3 separate regions of the Mus musculus genome follow, and all the other regions are linked to region 2. The links are chromatin contacts, called in public Hi-C and HiChIP or PLAC-seq maps. All regions are on one chromosome and are shown on one strand. The core of a region is the stretch at or near the end of the contact, and the rest is flanking DNA. Distances in the headings are between cores, read along the strand shown.

The links. Hi-C and Micro-C count contacts between places; a contact is called where the count stands out from the background. HiChIP or PLAC-seq counts read pairs in DNA pulled down with a chosen protein or histone mark.
Region 1: a contact with region 2 is called in an H3K27ac HiChIP or PLAC-seq map of embryonic stem cells, with 7 read pairs. The contact joins the promoter of a here to the promoter of Ahcy in region 2. A contact is called at or near these places in 2 of 39 promoter capture datasets (the HPC-7 cell line and HPC-7-derived erythroid cells), 1 of 15 datasets of contacts at CTCF or cohesin (CD8 T cells), 4 of 484 Hi-C or Micro-C datasets (CD4 T cells, CD8 T cells, embryonic stem cells and 1 more), 7 of 115 datasets of contacts at active chromatin or transcription factors (CD8 T cells, the HPC-7 cell line, effector CD8 T cells and 2 more) and 2 of 9 other capture datasets (adipose tissue and liver).
Region 3: a contact with region 2 is called in a Hi-C map of muscle stem cells, with 2.0 times the contacts expected there. The contact joins the enhancer-like site here to the promoter of Ahcy in region 2. A contact is called at or near these places in 1 of 39 promoter capture datasets (pre-B cells), 1 of 15 datasets of contacts at CTCF or cohesin (CD8 T cells), 8 of 484 Hi-C or Micro-C datasets (CD8 T cells, Sertoli cells, Th1 cells and 5 more), 6 of 115 datasets of contacts at active chromatin or transcription factors (the 230-238 cell line, CD8 T cells, embryonic stem cells and 1 more) and 3 of 9 other capture datasets (adipose tissue, liver and pancreatic islet).

The regions. Positions count from the first base shown.
Region 1 is chr2:155,011,894-155,015,706 of GRCm38.p6, reverse strand. a (nonagouti) reads right to left here and starts at 2,137. Exons shown (of 4, transcript NM_015770.3): 1 at 2,066-2,137.
Region 2 is chr2:155,072,695-155,076,687 of GRCm38.p6, reverse strand. It overlaps Ahcy (S-adenosylhomocysteine hydrolase), which reads left to right and starts at 2,191. Exons shown (of 10, transcript NM_016661.3): 1 at 2,191-2,323. The coding sequence starts at 2,296. It overlaps Gm39966 (a long non-coding RNA gene), which reads left to right and starts at 2,514. Exons shown (of 2, transcript XR_866885.2): 1 at 2,514-2,738; 2 at 2,982-3,993. It overlaps Gm45609 (a long non-coding RNA gene), which reads right to left and starts at 2,176. Exons shown (of 3, transcript XR_001783519.2): 1 at 1-2,176.
Region 3 is chr2:155,031,422-155,035,284 of GRCm38.p6, reverse strand. The region is part of intron 1 of a (nonagouti); the gene reads right to left. Among named protein-coding and RNA genes, the nearest start is that of Gm39965, 12 kb to the left of the region's middle. Within about 2 kb of position 1,999, at least 21 of the 459 cell types and tissues checked have an H3K27ac peak or open chromatin away from gene starts, as enhancers often do. A contact at or near this core is called in CD8 T cells, Th1 cells and muscle stem cells, where this site is marked.

The sequences.
Region 1 (3,813 bases), core at 888-3,387, 61 kb after region 2:
AATCTGCCTTATTCTGTTTTTGTTCCCATGTTAAAGATAGAGTAAATGCAGTATTCTCCACATAGAGATATAGACTTCTGAAATTCTAAGATTAGAATTACTTACAAGAAGAAGTGGGGAATGAAGAATGAAAAATTACTGGCCTCTTGTAAGAACATGAATTTTTTACCTCGGAGCCCACCCCCTCCCATCTAGAGATTGTTCCCAGAACACTCCTAAACTTTTCACCCCAAAACTCCTCACCCTAAAGTTCGAACCCTCCCAACTAAAAACTGTTCCAAGAACATTTTTGAGATAAAGGCCTCCTGGAACAACCTCAAAATGAACCAGGTACTCCTTAGTTACGTAGGTTCCTTGATAGGACATGACTCCTTAGTTACGTAGATTCCTTTGGCAGAACTCCCTAGTGATGTAAACTTGTACTTTTCCTGCCCAGTTCTCCCCCTTTGAGTTTTACTATATAAGCCTGTGAAAAATTTTGGCTGACTGTCGAGACTCCTCTACCCTGTGCTAAGGTGTATGAGTTTCGACCCCAGAGCTCTGTGTGCTTCCATGTTGCTGCTTTATTTCGACCCCAGAGCTCTGGTCTGTGTGCTTTCATGTTGCTGCCTTATTAAATCTTACCTTCTACATTTTATGTATGGTCTCAGTGTCTTCTTGGGTACGCGGCTGTCCCGGGACTTGAGTGTCTGAGTAAGGGTCTCACTTCGGGGGTCTTTTATTTGGTGCATTGGCCGGGAATTCGAAAATCTTTCAAGGCAAGTACCCTATCGACAGAGCTGTGGAACAGCCTCTCTCAATTCCTTTCACTTGGAGGGTGTTGTGAACTCCCTAAGTGTGGCCGAAGTCAGTGATCTTCTCAGCAGCTTCCACAACTTTAAAGCAGAAGGAGGGAGGAGGCTTGGATGGCAGATGCAATTTCCTGCTGGAAAGAATCAAGTCAGAACCGAAGAGAGTCGGCTGAGCAAACCTTCAGAATACACACGAGACCTCTGGGGACAGCATGAGCGCCACCAGAGCACTGGATGCTGGGGCTGAGATGCTCTTGGTCCATAAGATCTCCCTCAAACAAAGAAAACCAAGCGTGACATTAATGTGTCCTCCATTCAGCCACCCACGCCTCTCCAAAGCAAACAGTGGAACAAATATCCAACGTCACTGAGACACAGCAGACTCAGCCACAGTTGCAGGCATCACTCAAGCTTCCATCTAATGGACATTTAGTCGAACTGGGTATCAAGTCTAAAAATATTCAACACATATAAAGGCAAAGGCAGGTTGCAATAAATGACATTTGGGTGATTGGCTTTTACTGTAATGAGTACAAAGTGAACTAATTTAATCAGACAGATGGATTCCTAAGTGCTAAATTTTGATCTGTATGAATGGGTTGAACACAGATCCTACAAGCAACTCTGAAGAAAATATAAAGCAGCATTCCAGTGTGACTCTGGGTCAAAGTTGACACCAAGGAGTTCTTCTGAGAATACTATGCTTTTTATGGTTTTACTGCTAGGGAATGGCAAAGCAGGGTAAAGAGAACTGGGGGTTGCAGGGGAGATACTTGGCTAGTCAGCAAAATGTTGCTTACATCCTCAGTGTTAATCTCTTAACAGCTCTGACCTCCATCTGTGAATCAAATAGACCCGTTTAACTTTCCAAGAAACGAGGAAGAACTTCTTTCCACATCTGGAAGCAAAGTTGCCAACTGAATTCCTACGCATCCCACAAAAGAGTAAAGGCCATCTAACCAAGGAAGCTTGCCGCAAGCTGTTGTTTGCTACTTAAAATGTAAGAACAAGAGAACAACTGGTCATTCTATAAACATTATTCCAAATTTCACTCTGTCTCAAGAGCAAGATGCTGATAGATTCACGTTGAAAAGGAGTGAAAAGCAGCAAGCAGGAGAGAAGAGCATATTCCACAGTACAGTTCAAGTTAGGACCAGGGTTTGTGTTATAGCCAGGTCTCCCGCAGCCCAGGCTACCTGAAAGGGAACCATACAGAAGGAGGAGATAGAACCCCAAAGCCAACAAAACCGAGACAACAGGTTCCTCCTACTTACAGCACAAGTGACTCTACTCCGCATCAGCTCCCCTAAGGGAAGCCAGGCCAGAATGTCTTTCCTGTCCTTGAATGGCAGAGGCAAGGAGCATTGCTGTGAGACATTTTTAAAGACCCCCAGAAGTCCCTGGTAGCTGCCTTCCCCATCTTACCCCTTTGCTTTCAGCCCAGTAGGTTCAGACTCGTCCCAGAGGCCACAAGTTTTGTGGTCTGCGCTCCCTATATTTCTCCCGAGTCTTAGGAACTGAAATTGGTGTTGACATGGAGGTTAGGGGAGGATGGAAGAGAAGGGGATGCACTGAGGTTACTCTATAGAAAGAGTTAATGAGGATTTAATTCAGAATTAACCCCAGGGGACACAGAGAAACCTAGGCCTAGTAACTTGACCTGGAAAAACAAATCCCATCAAGGCACGGCTTAATTGAACTTCCCTGGGAGAGTCTGGGTGGGCTAAGGAACAGTTGGTAGAGAAACTAAGCCAACTGGGTAGGCAGATGGCTGAGGCCTGGCCTGCACGATTGGTAGACTCTCTTAGGGAATTACCAATATTGGTCTCATAATTTTCAAATTTCTCAAATTTTCACCACCGGAAGGAGCGGTTCTTGAGCTGACTCTGAAGGATTAGGCTGCGGCTCTCCGCTCTTCTCTGGGTTTTTCCTTGAACAAGCTAAAATTTATAAGGTCACAATTTATGACCCTCTGGATGATGTGAATCCTTTTGTTTGTTTGTTTGTTTGTTTGTTTGTTTGTTTGTTTGTTTGTTGAGACAGTGTCTTATGTAGCTCAGGCTAGACCAAAGGTGGCTTTTACTCCAGATTCTCCTGATCCTGCTTTTATCTCCAATGTGCTGGGATTACAGGCATTAGCACAGGATAGATGTGGACTACAAACATGTATATATGTGTGTGTGTGTGTGTGTGTGTGTGTGTGTGTGTGTGTGTATGTGTGTTTGTATCTGTGACTCTCTCTCTCTCTCTCTCTCTCTCTCTCTCTCTCTCTCTCTCTCTCTCTCTCTCTCTCTCTCTCTCTCAGATCTTTGAGACACTGAACAGGGATCTTGCCAGTTTAGCTAGTCTGACTGGCCAGGCCAGTAAATCCCAGGCATCCTCTTGTTTCTGATTCCCATGGTGCCATGGTAACAGATGTGCACCGGCACAGCCAGCCTCACAGGTGTTGGGAATCTGAACTGGGGTCTTCTTGCTTGGAAAATTGTCTGCTCAACATCCATACCCCCTTTCCAAGACTGTCCTAGGCTGTCCCCAAACTCCCCGTGTCCCCGAGAATGATCTCCTTGAACTCAGCCATGGCTCCCTGTCTTTTCTTTACATTTTTCTGGAAACATTGCATATAGCTATATTGTGTACACACACACACACACACTTTGCTGAAATTTGCTGATTTTCTCTTTGCTGAAAATTTAGTAGAACTTATCAATCTAGATTGATCAGAGTACATTATTTACAATATAGCCTATTACTCAATTTATTTTAAGGTTTTTCTTCCTTCTATCTACTTCTCACGGTTTCCACATTTGTTGGCTTGAGATTGTCTGCATATTTAAACTCTTTATTACCTATCATAGGATGTCTAGCAGTCTGAGGCAGGACGCCAGGAGCAAGAGTCTTCTGTTTGTTTGACTTTTCATTTTGTGAAACAGGATTTCGTTCTGTGACCCGAGCTGTTGGAGAACTCACTTGTAAAGCTCTGGCCCGTGCTGAGATTACAGATGTGATCTCTCACACCAGACTA
Region 2 (3,993 bases), core at 942-3,441:
GACCAAAACCAACCAACCAACCAAAAAAAAAAAAAAAAAAACAAAAACCTGACCAGGACAGCCTGTTATGTGATACTTTCCTATGAATTATTGTCCAGGCAGGCTCCAGAGGCTCCTAAAATAACACAGGTTGTTGCCACTGTTATTGGTTGTCCACCAGAATTAGACACTTCTTAGTTACTGTTCTGTTGCTATGAAGAGGTACTATAACCAAAGCAACTCTTGTAAAATTAAGATTTTTTAAAAATAAATACATCATTTCCTTCCTTCCTTCCTTCCTTCCTTCCTTCCTTCCAACCACAATTTCCCTCCCTCCTTCCCTCCCAGTCTCTTTCCACCTCCCACTGAATTTACTCCTCTGTTTCTTAAAAGAAAGAATTTGATTGTGGGCTTGCTTACAGTTTCATAGGATTAGTCTATTATCATCGTGGTGGGGCATGGTGGGGATATTTCCAGAGTATGATGCACTCACAGTGCTGGGGCAGTAGCTGAGAGTTACATCCTGGTCTATAGGCTGAAACAAACAGACAGATAGACAGACAAAAGATAGAGAGAGGAGGGAGTTTATACTTGTTACTGTGAGTCTAGTCAAAGATGCATAGCTGGGGAAACGGTAGGTCTTCAGGAGGAGCCTACTACTGTTGAGTTAAATGTTGTCTCCTAAATATTTGTTTATAGTCACAGAGTGGCACAGTCCTCAGTTTTGGTCAGAAAAATCTCCTTTTGTAGCAAATGACAGGTAATGCAAATGACCATGGCTGGTCGAGGTGCTGAGTGTGACTGTCTCAGATCATATCACGCCCTTTCAAAGCTCAGGGGAACACCATAGGAGGAGGAGCAGAAAGAACGTAAGAACTGGATGGAGGGGAGGAGGGTTGTGGACCCACACGGCATGGCCGTTGCAATCAGAACTCACAACTGCAGCTATTTGCCCAGGACCTGCACAACACTGGATCCCCAGCAACATTCAGTCATGGATGGGGGAGGTGTCCCGGGACATTGCTAAAATTCCCTCCTAGGAGACAGAAGCAAAATCTACACCTCCTCCCAAATAAACTGAGGTATGATTCTGCGGAAGATCCTTCTGGGGGAACCGGTGAGGTCAGTGAGCTTCCTGACAACGCATACACAGGTCAGGGGGTACTTACCAGATAGGGGTATGAATGATGCTTTTCCCCAAAGACCACAGCTGGAGACCACACCTCAACCAGCAGGGATGAGGGCCTCGCCAGTAGACGGGTAGCTGGAACCTACTTCCCTGACTACATACTCTAGTCCTTCCCTGAGGTCATGTTCAGTTTAGGCAGAATTGCATATAACAGGAGGTAGGGTGCAGCTGGACACCCAGGAGAAGGTCTTGTGACCCTCCTTGTTACTCCATGAGGAGACAGATAAGTCCAACGGAGGCCAACTTTTTACAAAGGGGCCAACTGAACTCCCCAGAGATGGTATATGCACACAACATGGGGCCTGGTTTCCTTCCTGAAAGCTAGCCGCTGAGAGCCGCTGAGAGAGAAGTCATACTCTTCAGGTGTATAGTCATTGGTGAGTTATCTATGCTCCTGCGGATAGCTCCGCAGTCATTTCCATGTGAGCAGCCTGTGAATCACCAAGAAAGACTACCGAATGAGAAGGTGTTGAGGAGGGGGTGGGGGCGAGCAAGGAAAGGCAAACAGAGGGAGGAGAGAGTGACACAATTGCAACCGGTGATTTTTCTTTCTTTGTTTTTGAGATAGGGCCTCACTCTGTAGCCTCGGTTGGCCTGGAACTAATTAGCGATAGAGCAGACTGGCCTCGAATTTGTGACAAATCTCCTGGCTCTGGCTCCAGAGCGGGAGATTTCAGACACTGTCTCCAGAGTGGGGATTCACAGGCACATACCACTAGGCCCAGCTCTTTACTTTGATCTTGCAAGAGTTTTACAATTGAAGCAGTTAAGGCTCAGGTTAGTAAATTGGCTAGAGTCTAAGAATTCTGCCTTGTTTTGACCTCTGATTCACTGGCTGGACGGATGGGAGAAGAACCGCCTCTCTCCACGCTCCCTCCTAGTCGAGTGCCAGGGGTCCAAAGGCCACAGTGCACAAAATTTATGATTTTTGAGGCAGAGATCAGCCTTGCTCCCGCTCCGCTCAACGCCTCGAGCTAGGCTCCGCCCCTAAGTTTCAGCCCCCAGCAGGTTCATGAATATTCAAATAAGAAGATATTTAAAGACGCCGGCGCCAGGCGTAGATCCCTGCCCCGCGCCGCCCGGCCCCCTTCACTGAGTTCATCAGTCCTAGCGGAAGCGCCGCCAGCATGTCTGATAAACTGCCCTACAAAGTCGGTGAGTCCCAAGGGTTCAGTCCTCCGTGGCGACTCGGCTCCCGTCCTGGGTTTGTTGTCAGTACCGACCTGCGTCTTGTTTAGGTGGCGGCTTCGGGGCGCCCCGGGACCCCTAGAATCGCTGGCCTGGCCGCGCAGGTGCCCGGGGATTGGAGTCCACACGCCGCCGAGAGCCAGGAGTGGGAAACGGCCGCGGACTACAAGTCCCGGCGTGCCCCGCGGTAGGCGCCCAGAGCGGCAGCGCGGGCTGTGATCTTTGGTCGGGCAGCGTGCTCCTGTCGGAGAGACTGGCCATTGGGAAGCGGCCCTAGAGGCCCAGACCCTGGCCCTGGCGTTTGGCGGCTTGGGTGGCCCCTAGCAAGGGCCCACCGTCTTCTGGGCCTTGAGCAGGGCCGGAGAGAGCATCAGTGTTCTAGGTGCTAATGAGGAGAGGCCTGGAAACGGCTAGTCTCGGTGCAACGGGAACTTAGGGTCCCATCTGCTCAATCTCTGGGATATCTAGTGGATGTCTAGAAAATTTGGAGTGGTTAGAAATTACTGTTCGTTTTGTCCCGATTATAGAAAGCTGTCTGAGTAAACACACCTTAACTTGAGCGTTTACAGTGGGATGGGCACTGCCTTATAGCATTATTCTAGACTAACCCGTCTTATTATTGTAGCTCTCCATGGAAGGAACGGTTTTATGTTTACAATGAATATCCAGAGGTATAAAGGGCATTTTCCCAGAATCTTGTAACTGGAAAGCAGCTGGTTAGAATTTGGACTCAGGACATCATGACCTCTAAGCTCATCTCTTCCACTGCTGTCTGTATACAAGGCAATACACTTGAAACAACCCTAATGGAATTTCAACACAATCCAATTCAAACTGTGCCTAGTGACACAAGCTTGTAATCCCAGCCCTGCTATCACTACTGAGGCCAAGGAATCGATCAGCTCATTTCAGAGGTCAGCCTGGGCATACAGTGAATTCCAGACCAACCTGGACAAGATGGGGAGACCCTATCAAAACAAAACTACAAACCAAACAAACAGAAAAACAAAGCAATTCAGGCTGGTTAGCTTTTAAAATAATTTCAATACTCTATTAAATTGGAAAGGGTCCTCAAAGGGAGATGAATGCTATCCCATTACACAGGAACCTAGGGAAGTGGCTTTGCAAATTCTTATTAAGATAGTTAATCAGCCAGCAGGGCAGTTTATTGTCTCCACTGGGTAGATGCTAAGACTGAAGCCCAGAGAGGTTTAAGTCAGTGTTGTCTTGGCGGAAGAGCTAGAATGGAGGCTCGACATACTGTGTAGGGAGGGATTGGGAGGGGGGGGGACCACAGATTGTATGGATGAAGATTGGGAGGGGGGGACCACAGATTGTATGGATGAAGATAAGGCTGGGTTCTTGCCTGTGTAAGGGTGGAGGCATGATTTGCCCATCAAGTAGGGTATGCTGTATGCTAGACCTTACTCGTTTGGCATTTCCTATGATCCTTGGGCTCAGGTTCAAGTTGATTCTCCTTATTTTGAAGAAGTGGGTTTAGAAAGGGTTCCACAGTTCCGTCTGGCGTTATGGGCAGTAGTCAGTTACCATGTGGGTGCAGGGGCTTGAACTCAGGCCCTCTAGAAGAGCAGCCAGAGAGCTCTTAACCACCAAGCCATCTTTCCAGCCCCCTCCTT
Region 3 (3,863 bases), core at 750-3,249, 41 kb after region 2:
TTCCTATAATGCCTTACTACTTTCCTTGAGTTCATTTAATAGAGTCCCATTCTAAACCATCGTGTTACAGACACATGGTACTTTCTGTTGGTGGGGTATACCAGTCGCTCAAATCTTTGCCCTCGACCCTTAGTGTTCTCTCCCTGGCACTGAGTCTGACTCCTCTACCCCTTTACGTGGCTGGATCGCTGGCCAACTCTGATACCCCTACCGTCTCCTTCTTTGACTATTAAATATAAAGTGTCCTTCTTTCTCTATTCCATTCCATTCCATTCCTCCTCTGCCCCGGCTCACTAAAGATTGAACATCGGGCTTCATGCAGTCTAGACAAGCCCTATATCACCGAACCTTAAACAACCAAGGAGACATCTCCCTCTTTTGTTTTGCATTGTTTTGTTTTGAGGCAGAGCCTCCCTCTATCCTAGGTTGACCTGGAACTCATTTGATAGTTCAGGCTGCCCTTAAACTCACAGCCATCTTCTTACCCCAGCCTCCCAAGAGCTGAGATTTTAGGCAGGAACTACTGCCAGCAACTCAGCTTGTTTTGTAAATCATGGTGACCTGAAACTGGATAATCAGGAAGTCCTGATCCTCCTGCCTCTATTTCCCAAGTGCTGGGACTATAAGACTGTACCACCATACCCAGTTGATGCAATATTGGGGGATCAAATCCAGGGCTTCCTGCATTCTCCACACGTTCTACCATTGACTGACATCCCCAGCTTCAAGAGACCTGTTTTAAATAAGCTCCAGGGTGATTGTGATTTGTAAGAGACACGGGTTGGGTTTCTCCACCCTGATTCGACAGATAAGGAAATGGAGGTGCAGAGTAGGAGGGAAGGTAGAAACACAGATGTCCAGCTCGTTGTAGTGTGCTCCCGTTGTACGAAAACTCAAACTATTTACTCAAAACAAAACAACAACAACAACAACAACAACAAAACAGGATTGTGAATCATAGTAGCTACCATTTGCTGAGAGCCTTCTTCATGGCAGGCTCTGTTGTAGGTAATTATATGCATTTAACCCTCTTCAAAAGGTATAGCTAGCGCTTGGGTCGGGAGTGATGACTCAGTAGTTAAGAGTGGTGCTGTTGCAGAGGACCAGGTTCAGTTCCCAGCACCCACATTTCAGATCACAATTATATAACTTCAGTTCCAGGGGACCCAACACCCTCCTATGACCTCTGAGGATGCCTGTGCATGTGTAGTATACACACACACACACACACACACACACACACACACACACACACAAACACAGCTACAGACTGGGACCACGGGAGATGGAAATGGCTCAGTGGGTAAAAGCACTCTCTGTGTGAGCCTAAAGACCTGTGTTTGATTTCTGAAACCCATCTACAAAGCTGGATGCTGTGTTACCCCATCTGTAACCCGGGCACTCCTATAGAGGGATGGGAGTCAGAGACAGAGGAATTAGCCAAGGCTCGGGGCTAAGAAGCGTGGAGAACAGCGCAGCAGGAGGAACAAGAGAGGCCCTGCCTCCTCAAGGCAGAAGGAGAGAACCAACTCCCAGAGACAGCCTTGGATCTCCACACTCATATGCCACACCCTCTCATGAACTTTGAAAAATAGACAAAAATGTAAAAGCTACCTATTCCATGGTGAAAATGGGAACTCAGTGCACAAGGTTACCGAAGCATCACAGCAGAGGACGAAGTCAATAGTAAATCTGACTCCAGAGCTACGAGATTAGCTCCGCCCTTTTCCTGAAGTGTAAGAGAAGGAAGATCACCAGCCCAAGAGACGACGACGACGTTCCTCCTCTGCACGCAATCCCAGCATGTGTGTGTGTGTGTGGGGGGGGGGGGTGGTGGTAGGCAAGAGGCTCACGACTTTGAAGGCGTTATGAGCTACACAGTGAGACTGCCTCAAACAAGACAAAAAGACAAAAACAATCTCCCACAACGAAACAAAACAAGCTGTCAAAGAACCTGCAATCCCAGCATTCTGCGCACACGAAGGCTGTATATAGTTCAAAGACATCCTCGGCTGTGTGTGACTCTGTCTCAAAGATGAGAACCAGAACAACCTAAAACCTCTCCAGGCTGTAGTTTGCTGTCCTGGCCAAGTCCAGCTTGTTATGAAAGAAATTAAAACAAAACAAAACCAGAACAGCTGCTCTTCAGCTCTATCCACACAGGGGATGCTGTCTGTCAGATGACTGAAGAGGTGCCAGCGAAAGAAGAGTTCCTCTCGCTGCCGATGGGCTCTCAGGGATGGGCTCTCAGGGATGGGGCTCCCCTTCTGAGAAGCACGCTTCTCTGACCCCCTCATCAGGAATTAGACTGAGTCAGAAATGTGTCTGCTGGTTGAGAGGCCAAATCTGAAGTCTGCAGTCAGAAGGGGCTGGCAGAGGGAAGCAGGTCTCTCTCTCTCTCTCTCTCTCTCTCTTTTTCTCTCTCTCTTTCTCTCTCTCTCTCTCTCTCTCTCTCTCTCTCTCTCTCTCTCTCTCTCTCTCTCTCTCTCTCTCTCTCTCTCTCTCTCTCTCATAGTTGAGCCAAGCAGCAGAGTCGGAAGGAGAAGGACTTCTTTCTTCCCAAGACTTTTTTCCTGATCAAAATTTCAGCTAGGTCCCTCTGGGCCTGTTTACTTATCAGGGCTTTGATCTTGACCCAGGTTTAGTAAGAGTCCTGTCAAGTCAGTTTAGCAACCTCCCACTGTCTGATACTGCCTAAGCTCCTAACCCCCCTTGCCCGCCGTTAGCAAATATTCCATTATGTTAACACGAATCTCCTTACTGTTGGTATTTCCTCTAAGGAAGTTGTTTTCAACCTTCCTAAGGCTGCAACCCTTTAATACAGTACTTCATGTTGTGGTGACCCCCACCTATAAAATTATTTCATTGTTACTTTACAACTGAAATTTTTCTAGTTATGAATCATAATGTAAATATCTGTGTTTTCCGATGGTCTTAGGCGACTCCTCTGAAGGGGTCATTCGATCCCCAGAGAGGTTTAGACTCAGGTTGCGAACCGAGGCTCTGGGTGGGTGGTTTTCACCCATCATCTTCCTCATTATCTTTCTTACTCTGTTTTATTCAGTTGCCATTGCTGTATTCAGAGTTGAGCACAGTTCTTTCTTCTATATCAGCACTCTTTTCTTTAGTACTGGGGGTCGAACTTAGGACCTTGCACATGATAGACAAGTACTCTACTTCCACATTACATCCTCAGATCTCTTTTAACTATTTCCAGACAGTTTTTTTTTTTTTATCAGTTGCCTTGACAGGACTTGAACTCATTCTGTAGCCCAGGCTGACCTTGAATTCATGAACCTCTTGTCTTAGCTTCCCGAATATCTAGAATTATAGGCCTTAGCCACCAGGAAGTCTGAAATAATGTTGAATAAACTATTTCTTACCAGGATATATTTTTAACGATACTAAAATGATTTATGGTCTTGAGCAATATCTCTCTGTCTGGACTAAATTGACTAATCTAATCCTTGTGCCTAACGGATTCCAAGAGGAATGCGTGCCTGTGGGGGCTGTGATTATTGAAGAACACAGGCTAAGTAGCAGGCTCTAATCAGAGAGGGCTTTCAGTAGGGTGGAAGCACACTGAATGCCTTTGCTGCCTTCAAGTCAAAGGCAGCTGACATAGCCTGGATCACACATTAATCAAACCCCACACCCCTTACCCAGAAAAAGAATGACGCCTACCATGTTGCCCAAGTCACATATGACCCTCTTTTCATCTTCTATTATGGGGTACAGTCACATGGTAACGCAGCCTGTTTCCCCCAAATGCAAGATCTCACTTTCCCTCAGAAACCTTAAGGGGAGATGCCTTGTCGGGTGATGGCTGACACTTTTACATTAGGAGGTAGAGGCAGGTAGAT